Regions from separate parts of the Mustela erminea genome. Here region 2 is linked to region 1. The links are chromatin contacts, called in public Hi-C maps. All regions are on one chromosome and are shown on one strand. Each heading gives the region's core, a stretch centred on a gene start, on an enhancer-like site or on the middle of the called end of the contact. The rest is flanking DNA. Distances are from core to core; before and after follow the strand shown. Region 1 overlaps IGF1R (insulin-like growth factor 1 receptor). Region 2 holds the start of IGF1R (insulin-like growth factor 1 receptor).

The links. Hi-C and Micro-C count contacts between places; a contact is called where the count stands out from the background.
Region 2: a contact with region 1 is called in a Hi-C map of fibroblasts, with 4 times the contacts expected there. The contact joins the promoter of IGF1R here to the enhancer-like site in region 1. A contact is called at or near these places in 3 of 3 Hi-C or Micro-C datasets (fibroblasts, skeletal muscle and spleen).

Annotation. Positions count from the first base shown.
Region 1 is chr5:18,077,861-18,082,661 of mMusErm1.Pri, forward strand. The region is part of intron 2 of IGF1R (insulin-like growth factor 1 receptor); the gene reads right to left. Among named protein-coding and RNA genes, the nearest start is that of PGPEP1L, 110 kb to the left of the region's middle. Within about 2 kb of position 1,806, the one cell type or tissue checked has open chromatin away from gene starts, as enhancers often do. A contact at or near this core is called in fibroblasts, where this site is marked.
Region 2 is chr5:18,272,170-18,276,990 of mMusErm1.Pri, forward strand. It overlaps IGF1R (insulin-like growth factor 1 receptor), which reads right to left and starts at 1,898. Exons shown (of 21, transcript XM_032342166.1): 1 at 1,494-1,898. The coding sequence starts at 1,587.

The DNA of each region.
Region 1 (4,801 bases), core at 556-3,055:
CCTGATGGCCCTGGGGCCCTCTCCCTCACCTGCTGTCACCTCTTGACTCAGAAGGGCCATTTCTCTCGACTCAAGAAGCGACAGTGGAACCCATTCAAATAACACCATGATTTACATTGATCTGATCATCTTGGGAAAAAATATTCCTAGCCAGGGAGGGAATATAAATGGACAACTGGAGGAGGAAAAGGAGAAATGGAAAGGGAGAGAGAAAGAGAAAGATGAAGAGACAGGGAGAGAGAAACCCAAATCACATGTGGTAGCTAACTTGAAATAGGACATGTTTCCTGGGGCTTAAGTAGGTCTAGAAGCTGCTCTTGCAAATCCTGGCCACCACGTGCCATTCCTTACATTTATGCTTGCAATGGATCTTTTCCCCTTTTCATTCTCCAGAAGCATCTCCAAAGCCCCAGGGCTGAAAAAGTACACAGGCTGCAGGGCTGAGATGGGCCCAAACTCCCTCTCCTCCCCATAGCTGCAGCTCCCAGGAATATTCCTGTATTTCCTATAAATCAAGAAATGGTTCTCTCTCTCTCTCTCGCTCTCGCTCTCGCTCTGACTGTGATGCAGAACACGAAGGAGGTCTAACCTCCGCTCAGCAAACCCAAACCTCAAAATCATCATTTTTTTGTTGACAAGGCTTCCCACAAAATACCCCAAACAAGCCACCTTCACAGATAACTTTTCCCTTCTTTTAAAGAGAAAAGCTAAAGAAGACTAGATGTCACATGCACTAGCAGCTCCTAGAAAAGGGCATTTTCGAACGAATGCCACATGCTGTATTTTGCCATTTTGCCTGCGCTTCCTGCTTGGAGCCTGTGCAACATAACAGAAGAGCCTCAGACACTGGAGCTGCTCCAGGCCACGCAAACTCCGCTCCGCATCTTCCAGGCAGCCCTGTCGCAAATAATTCATGTCCACTACGCCCCTATCACACTGAATACAACCACATTGTGCAGCTGGAAATGGGAAACCTGATTCAGATCACAGAAGAAGGTACAAAAACATTTAGTCCAACACAATGCTGCCTTTTTTTTTTTTTAATGTGTGTGTGTGTGTACACATATCTCAAATCTACCAGTAGGTAAAGGATTCAAGACCCATCTTGGAAGAAAACACAGAATTAAAATAGCATATCATGTGTCCAAAAACAGCAACAACAACAAAAAACCACCCAGTGCTTCCCGAGCTGCGCCTGTTTCGGCTGCAGCGTTTCTAACCACAATCAATGCAGCCCATGCACGCAATTTAAAAAGGCACCACGATCTCCGCAGAAAATGGTGCATGTTGACAAAGCATGACTTGTCCCACATGGACGAGAATAAAAGGAAAACAAGTCTGACCACAACCCAGCCTCCTTTACTCTGTGGACCAGAGGGTGGAAAAGAAAAAGGCCAGAATAAGGGCAGGGAGGCGCAGGCAATGGAGGACAGGGTCCAGGAAGATGCTTCTGCCCTACGGGATTTTGGTAAACAGCAGCCTGTAATGGCCACTGTTAGAGAGAAGGGAAAACAGACATGGAGGGAAACGTGTTTACAACTGCAGCGGCGGCAGGAGGGAGGCGGAGGGAGGGAGGGATTCCCCGACTCTGCGCTCAGCCCGCTCCGCTCCAGTGGGGCCCCAGGGCTGGGTAGTGCTTCGAAGCCCCCCCCCCCCGCCCCGCTTTATTGTGGGGGGGGGGACCGCTTGTTTATGGGGAAGGTTACTCCTCCTCCGCTCTGGTGATCGCGTCCCTAATACTCCTGCTGCATCCTTGCGGGATGCCCGCTTGACTGACAGCTGCCCCAGCCAGTCGCCGCCCAGGCCCCGCAGAAAGGTGGACTTTCCCAACGAGCCGATTGGGCGGCGAGGAGGGCGGGCCCTCGTGATTGGCGTGCTACTCGGAGTAGAAAGTAGTAAACAACCTTGGTCCACCGCGGCGGGGAGGGCGCGGGATGCCAGCTCCCTCGCCCTCAGCCCGAGCTGCGGGCAGCACCCGAGACAAAAGGAACCCGCCGTGGGGAGGCAGACGAGGAGGGGCCGCCCAGAAAAGCAAACGCGAGTGGGCGTCCTTTAGAGCCCCTGGGCGAGAACTGCTGACTTGCAGCTTCGCATCATTTTTGTTCTGTGCAAAACCGTTAAGGGTCTGTTACCGCGATTCTTACTCTCCTTCTTTGGGTTGAAAACTCTCATCGGAAGAGAGCAGAGCGAGAGCCAATTTTGTTGACCCTCCTTCCTGCCAGTCTCCTCCACCCCCCTCCCCCGACATTATTTTTTTAGTTCTGGCTCTTTAGAAGTTGATTTAAATACCTGCACTAAAAATTGTTTCCTCAAGCAATACGACGCGGTTAATGGCACAGAGGTCAATCAGATGCCCTGTTAGACCGAGTCATCGCAAGTTTCTGGAGCTGGCTCACCGGAAGGTGCCTGTGTTCTGCGGCATGTATAAAAAGAAACTTGAGAGGACGGCATTAAGCTCACTTGACAAGAAATAAGCGGTTAACTTGCATTTTCCATGGAGGGTGTAGTTCACCCAGGATACTGCAATCGAAGGTAATTCCCCATCTGGTCTGACTTGAATCACAATCCACTCCTCATTCCGGCCTCCCCATCCTCGGGACCATAGCGTGAAAATCTGCGGCACCCAGCATGGAGGCACTGCTCTCAAGTGTGGCAGCTCCTGGGGCTACCTCCAGGAGGTGCCTCGTGGCCTCTGAGGTCCACACAAACAGCCTCCCCCAGAGAGATTCTAGAGAGGCCCCTCCCTGTGCCGGTGGAGGACGGGGAGGCCAGAGAAGGGCACCAGGGAGCTGGACCAGGAGGGATCTCCAGGACTCTTCACTGATAAGCCATGCTGTCATTGCTGGCCAGATACCAGATGAGCCAAGTCTAAAACATTAAAGAAAAGTACAAAAGAATCCTTGTAGGATGGAGCTTAGGGCAAACTGGTGGGGGGGGGGGTTAGGGGTGGATCCTTTTCTTCACACCAAAACCCACCCTCTTCTCCAGGCTATGGTGTCTGTGTGCTCCAATCATGCCTCACCCCAAACAGTCCCCAGGGAAACCTCTCAGCCCTTCAAGTCACCACTCCTGTAAAAAGCCTACAGAATGGAGTTAGTCCCTTTGGACCTTCCAGCCTGGCCCCCAACCCCATGCGTGCAGCCTCCTTCCTTCCAAGCACCCCTCCTTCCAGCCAATCTGTTCCTGTCCCAGGTTCCTGCACCAGCCACACACACACACCCTTCACTCTGACTGTTCCCTCTGCTTTCTAGGCCTTACCCCTGCCTGCCCGGGAGAGGCCACTGTTCTCCATTGCTTCCCCTGTCCCTGCAGAGCTCCTCTGAACTCTGTAGCATGCCTGTCAACACCACTGAGCTTCCAGCACTCTGTTCGGACTCCGCTTGCGGCCCTGTCCCCGTCAGTAGACCCTGAACTTCCTGAGGTCAAGGGCTGTCTGTGTCATATTTTGACTCGTGTCTCTATTGGAGATACAGGCCCACCATCAACACACCCCAGACATGCCAAACATTTGCATGCGGTCCCCATCCTCTCCCTGTCTCGTCCCTCCCTCCAGCCCCCGCCCCTGGCCAGTTCCTCACGCTCTCCCACTGGCTCCTTGCTAACATGCTCCCCCAAATCCCCAGATCAGAGACCCTGGCTCTGTCCCTGCCCACCCCTCAGAGGCTCTTTCTGCAGACACAGCTGCTCTTAGCTCAGGCTGCTTGCCTTGCCAGTTAGATTCTTTCCTGCCTTTTCTGCTCAGCAAATTCCTCGTCTGCCTAAAAATCACCTCGTACCTTGGGCAGAACTTCCACAAGCTCCACCCTACTCCCTCTTCCCCCAGAGCATTTTGCAGGGTGAGGCCTCTGGGCATTCTCTCCTCCCTAACTAGGGGACTACAACTGGAAAGATCCAGGAGCAGAAAAGCAGATTCACAAATTGGTCCCCCCAGGCAGCTGCAGAGCCAGTGAAGTACGCTCTGGTCTCCAGACAGGACACATGCCTTGTTTCAGGCTTGTCTCCGGCACAGGGCCCGTCCCTGCTCTTTCTTCCTGAAGGTTCCTCTGTGTCCGAGAGTGGCTGGCTGCTTCTCAACCTTCAGGTCCCCGCTCAGATGTCGCCCCACCATGCCCACCTGCTGACCACTATCACACAGATCTGTTTAATTTCTTCATGAGATTTAACTATCATCCTTCTTATGTGATTATCCACTTGTTGGCTTTGTAGTCGGTCTTCTCCCGTCCCCGGCGTACGAGCTCCGGTTAGGACAGGACAGATGTGGTGTGCTGTGCTCACCACATCTTCAGTACCCATACGGAAATGCGTCACCCCTACCAGAAGTTCCAGATTAACTTTCAGCGCAATAAAGGTCAACTGAGAACAAATCACTCAGCACTGTAACCAGATAAAGGGAAGACAAACTTTTGGGGAAGTCTTGCTTTAGTAAATATCCTAAGGCTGACAGTCTGTAAACAGACAACAGAAAGACAGGATGAAGCTCTGTGGCCTCACTTGACCCAAGGAGTTCCAGGTGCTCTGAGCACCCCAGGGTTCCCCACCTGGCACTCCAGGACCCTGTCTGTGCCCAGTGTAACATGTTATGTGCACCATCCCTTATATACTCCCAAATGGATGCAGATTAATGGTGGGAAAGGGTACATTGGTACTGACAAACTTAGTACTTTCAATAATAAGAATTAGCCTTGCACTAAGCCTCTTACCATCAATTAAAACTTTTTGGTATAAGTAATAGCTACATGGCTCAGAAATGAAAAAAGAAGTGTAGCTACAAGTCAGAGCACAGGCTCGTCCTTCTTGGGAT
Region 2 (4,821 bases), core at 648-3,147, 190 kb after region 1:
ATTGGCACCACCTGCATACCCTCGGCAAACATTACTCACCAACACGCCCTCACTGTTCCCAGCCCCAGTTCTCCGACTGCATTTAAACTTTAATCGTGTTCAAATTACCCTACCATCGTGAATGTGCCAGTAAAGTATGCTTCGGTTTTTTGAGGATGTGAACCCACCTCCCTGTCCTCCCTCCATACACCGTGGGGCCCTAAATCCTCCCGCCCTCCCTCCTCGCGCTTCCCTACCCCTACCCGACGCTACCAAAACAAAAGCTATCAGATTGCAAGCGATAGCGAGCGCGGAGCGATACTGCTTATTAACTTTGTGCAAAGGGAGTGCGGGATGTGGGGGAGGTAGAGTCACCCAACTCTGGCCACAAACCCAAGGCGAGGGCTCTGCGCTCGCAAAACAAAACACCCTCCCGCCCACCGCCCCCGCTGCCGCAGACCCTGGCGCTCCTCAAACCGCGGCGCACGACACCTCTCGCCAGGGCCAGGCGCCTAGGTGTCCCCAAGCGGCCGTGTGGCGACAGCTAGAGCCCGCGTTGCGAGCACGTGTGTGGACATGCACGTCGACTCGGACCACACACCTACTCCTGCACAGTCGGACGCTGCCGGACCACCCCCTAACCCCGCCAGGAGGAGAGGCATCTACAGGCGGACTGCAACTGGGTTGAAGAAAGTCCCAGAACCCTCTAAACTAGTGGCCCAGACGCGTTCCCGGGAAAAGCCTGACTGCTGTAGAGCCCCCGACCTTGCAGCTTTCCAGGGGCGGGGGCTGCTAAGCCGGAACGCTCCCCTAACCCCAGAGCAGAGCAGCCGCGGGAAGCCCAAGCTGGGGGGTGGAGGGGGAAGATCCGGCGAAAGTGACGGGAAAGGAAAGGCCAGTATCCCAAAACGCCCGAGGGGCCAAGCGCGTTGGCGACACGAGGCCGCGCCGGGAGGTTTGGAAACGTGTCCTGGGGCTACGGGGCCTCTCCTCGGGCGCCTTGTCCTGGAACGCCACGGCCGGTGGGCTCCCCGATCCCCGCCCCCGGGCACCGTATCTGCCCTAACAGCCAGGGACCCGCGCGGCCGCGGGAGCTGTCACCGCCGTCTGAGCGCCGCGCGGGGGCCAGCTTTCCGTGCGGAGTGGCCCGCGCGCCCGGAGGGGGGTGAGGTGTGGGTGGCGGGGCCCGGCCCGGCGCGAACTTCCCCGACGGATCCCAGCGCGGGCACGGCCGCGGGGGAACAAGCACTGCCCGACACAACCGGTCCGCGGGGCAGGACTCTCGGGACAGCGAAAGAGAAAGCCCCCGGGGCCCTTCCCGCAAGAGGGTGCGCCGAGCCGGGGCCCCGGGGCCGCTCCAACCTTCCGGCCGAGCCCCTCCGCATCCCGCCCCGCCGCTCCCGAGCCCGGGGGCCCGACAGCTGCGGCGATGGCAACTCGGGTTTCGCAAACAGGGCGCAGCCCCTCGGAGGAAAAGTTCCCGCAGTGGCCGCGGGCGGCGGGCACATACTCACTTTCTCCACTCGTCGGCCAGAGCGAGAGCGCGGCGGAGAAAAACAGGAGCCCCCACAGCGAGGTCGGGGACCCTCCTCCGGAGCCAGACTTCATTCCTTTTATTTGGGACGAAATTCCCGTCTCACAAAAAAAAAAAAAAAAAAAAAAAAGGAAAAAGAAAAGAAAAAGGAAAGAAGAAAGAAAAAGAAAACGGGAAAGAAAAAGTCTCAAACTCAGTCTTCGCCGCCTCCGAAAACAGGGCGACGGAAACAATACTCCAAAGGCGGCGCCGGCCGGGGACCCTCCGGGTGCGCGGGGCAGGCGGGCGGCGGCGCGGGGCGGCCCCTCAGCGCCGGCAGCCTCGGCCCAGGGCTCGGCGGAGTCGGGAACCCGAGGCGCGCCGGGGCGGGCTGTCGGCGTCGTCGGCCTCCATTTTCAAACCCAGAGAGGCAGGAGGGGGGAAAAACTGCACAGAAAGGGGGCAAAGCCCAAATTCGTCTCAGCGAAGAAAAACAAACGCGACCCCAGGTAGAGGGGGAGGCTGTCCGACACCCGAGCCTCCGCGGCTGGAGGGCGCGACGCAGTTCGCAAGATTGCCCCGAAGTCCGGGTCGCGGGCGAGGCCGGCCAGGGGCAGAAATGCGGAGTAAAAATGAATGAGCGGCTCCCCCTCCTCCTCCTCCGGGCTCCGCTCGCCGCCGCCTCCTCCCTCAGCGCCGCCGCCGCCGCCGCCGCCGCGAGCTCCTTCCCAAATCCAGAACACACACAAAGCGGCGGGCCGGCCGCGCCGCGCTCAGCACTCCCGCCGCGCCGCCCGGGCTCCGCGCCGGCCCCCGCCCGGCCCCCGCCCGCCGCCGCCGGCTCCGCGCGCGGGGGCTCCGGCTCGCTGAAGGTCAAAGCCGAGGCGCGCAACGCGCCGTGGAGCTCCCCTCGCGCGGGAGGGGCGTGGAGGGCCCGGGGAGCGGGGCCGAGGGTCTGCAAGCGCCGGGCACGGGCGCGCCGGGGGCAGGCTCGCTGGCGGCGTCCCTCTCGCTCGCTCGCCTCTCTTGAGTTCGCCTGGTGCGCTCGCTCCTCCTCGGGTTTTTTCCCTTTTTTTTTTTTTTTTTTTTTTTTTCCGCTCAGCAGAGTTAATGCTGGTAAACAAGAGCCTCAGCCTCACCGCGCCGCTGCCGCCGCCGCTGCCACACACTGGGGGCTCGCGCGCGCGCGAGCTCTCGGAGCCGCGCACACGCGCCCGCGCGCACACTGGAGCGGCCACAGCCGCAGCCGCGGCGCGCCGAGGGCCCGGCCCAGGCCGGCGCGCGCCAAGAGACGGAGCTCGGGATTCCAGGGACGTGCGGAGCGGAGCCCGGGCGTGGGGTGCGAGGCTGCGAGGCACCGCCCCCGCCCCCCGCCCGCGCAGGCACACGCGCGCGCGCGCCCACACGCTCTCGCCCCCACCCGCACTGCGCCGGCCACCCTGCACGCGCCCTCCCCTCCCGCAAGACTCCAAAAACAATGCCCCCGGCGCCGGCCCGGGGCTCGGAGGAGGAGAAGGCTGGGGAGGAGAGGGGAGGAGAGGGGAAGAGAGGGGAAGAGCGGGGAGGAGGGGGTGAGGGCGGAGGGGGCGGGGTGAGCGGGCAGTGCGGGGCCGGAGAGGTTCATTGAAAAACAACAGCACGGCTGGAAAGCGCGTTTCCTCGGTTCTTGAAAAGCTTCATTGTTTCTTGCAGCTGTTGCAAAATAAATAAATAAGTGCGTGCATGCGGCATTTTTTTCTCAGCGTGCTGGAAAACCCGAATGTGGCGGGAGGGGCACACCTGGGAGAAAGGAGACCCCCAAGCTACTAAGGCGGGCACTTTCACGCAAGGCTGGGACGGCCGCGGCCTCGCGACCAGGGAGCCCGGAGTTCTGGGGCTTGCGGGGAGCTGAAGGGGAAGGGCGCGGCCCGCGTGGCTTGGCTCAGGGGCGCGAGGGGGAGACCGCCCGCCGCCCGCCGCGGGCCGCGAGCCGGGGAAGGGGGGCCCAGACAGGCTGCCCCGCGTGCCCAGGGCGCGTCCCCGCGGCGGCCGCCAGGGGGCGCGGCTGGCGCCGGGGAAGGCCGGCCGACGGAGTGTCGCCTCCCTCCGGGAGAGGAAATGTGGGGGCCCGGGCAGGGGGCTTGCCAGGCTGGGTCGCTCTGACCGGGCCTCCACGACCCGCGGCCCGCCCTGGGCGCTCCTCGCGGCCTCACGAGGCTCGGGGCCCCACCACGTGGGCGGCTGCGGGGAGCAGCCGAAGCGCGTGCACAGTGCTGGGCTGCGGGGCAAGGGAGGCTGAGGCTGGGGGGGGGTGAAGGGGGGGGCGTGTCCGAAGGGCTCCTGAGGATTGGGTGGGGGGCCGGGGCCGGGTCTTGTATGGGTCTGAAGGCTGGTGTCTGCATCCCGGAACGTGCCGCACACACCCGCGACCAGTGGTCACTGCGGAAACCCATCCGCACCTGCCGGGTGTCCTCCCGAGCACGTCTCTCAGTTTCGTTTGCTACGTAAGTGACTAGAAACCAGCACCAATTCCAGGTCTCCTTGGTGGTTTTCTTGAATGTGACCGAGGAGCGGTTTCCCCAAAGCGAGACTGCCCTAGGACTGCCATCTAATGAGTAAATGCTGCGGAGACCAGGTTCTCAAAGGAGAAACAGCCCAGCAATGGCTGGAGAAAGGAGTTTTAAATACGTGGACTTTTAAAAATAGTGATTGGACCACGTGTCGTCTGTAATGTGGTCCGGTTTCATGACTCAGGCTAATTGATGTCAATAATAAATAAAAAAGAAGATGGCTAATAAAAGAGTTGTGAATGTCTAGATCGAGTGCAAGTGTTTGTCTCATAAACAATCAGGCTGTCTGGTAAGAGGGGAACTGTTCTAAAGGAAAGGTAGGTTTCTTTTTTTACTCTAATTGTAAAAGATTTCCGCGTTACATTATGCATCCCATCGTTCGTAAATAATTTTTTTAATTAAGAACTGAAAACAAGTCAGAAGCTATCACGGTGGAAACCCAGCCCTTTCCCTCCCTATATTTATTTCCTAGATCATTTTTCCCCTTGGAAATTTTTAGCTCAATTCAGTGAGTCAGTGTATAGAAGGGAAATAAATCTTTTTTTTTTTCTTTTTTAGTTAAGAGAGTCATTCATATGGGATTTGTTTGTGTTTAACTGGAATTCAGCTTAATTTTCAAATACAATGTTCCAGTTGTAGATGTTTCTGGACATTAGCAAAGGAAGAAACATATTAGAATCTTTGAAAAGAAACTCAATTTAGCATGTATCATTTAAAAATAATGTACTATATGTGAATAATTAAAATTTAGGTTACTAATTTTTAAAATATTTTTTCAGC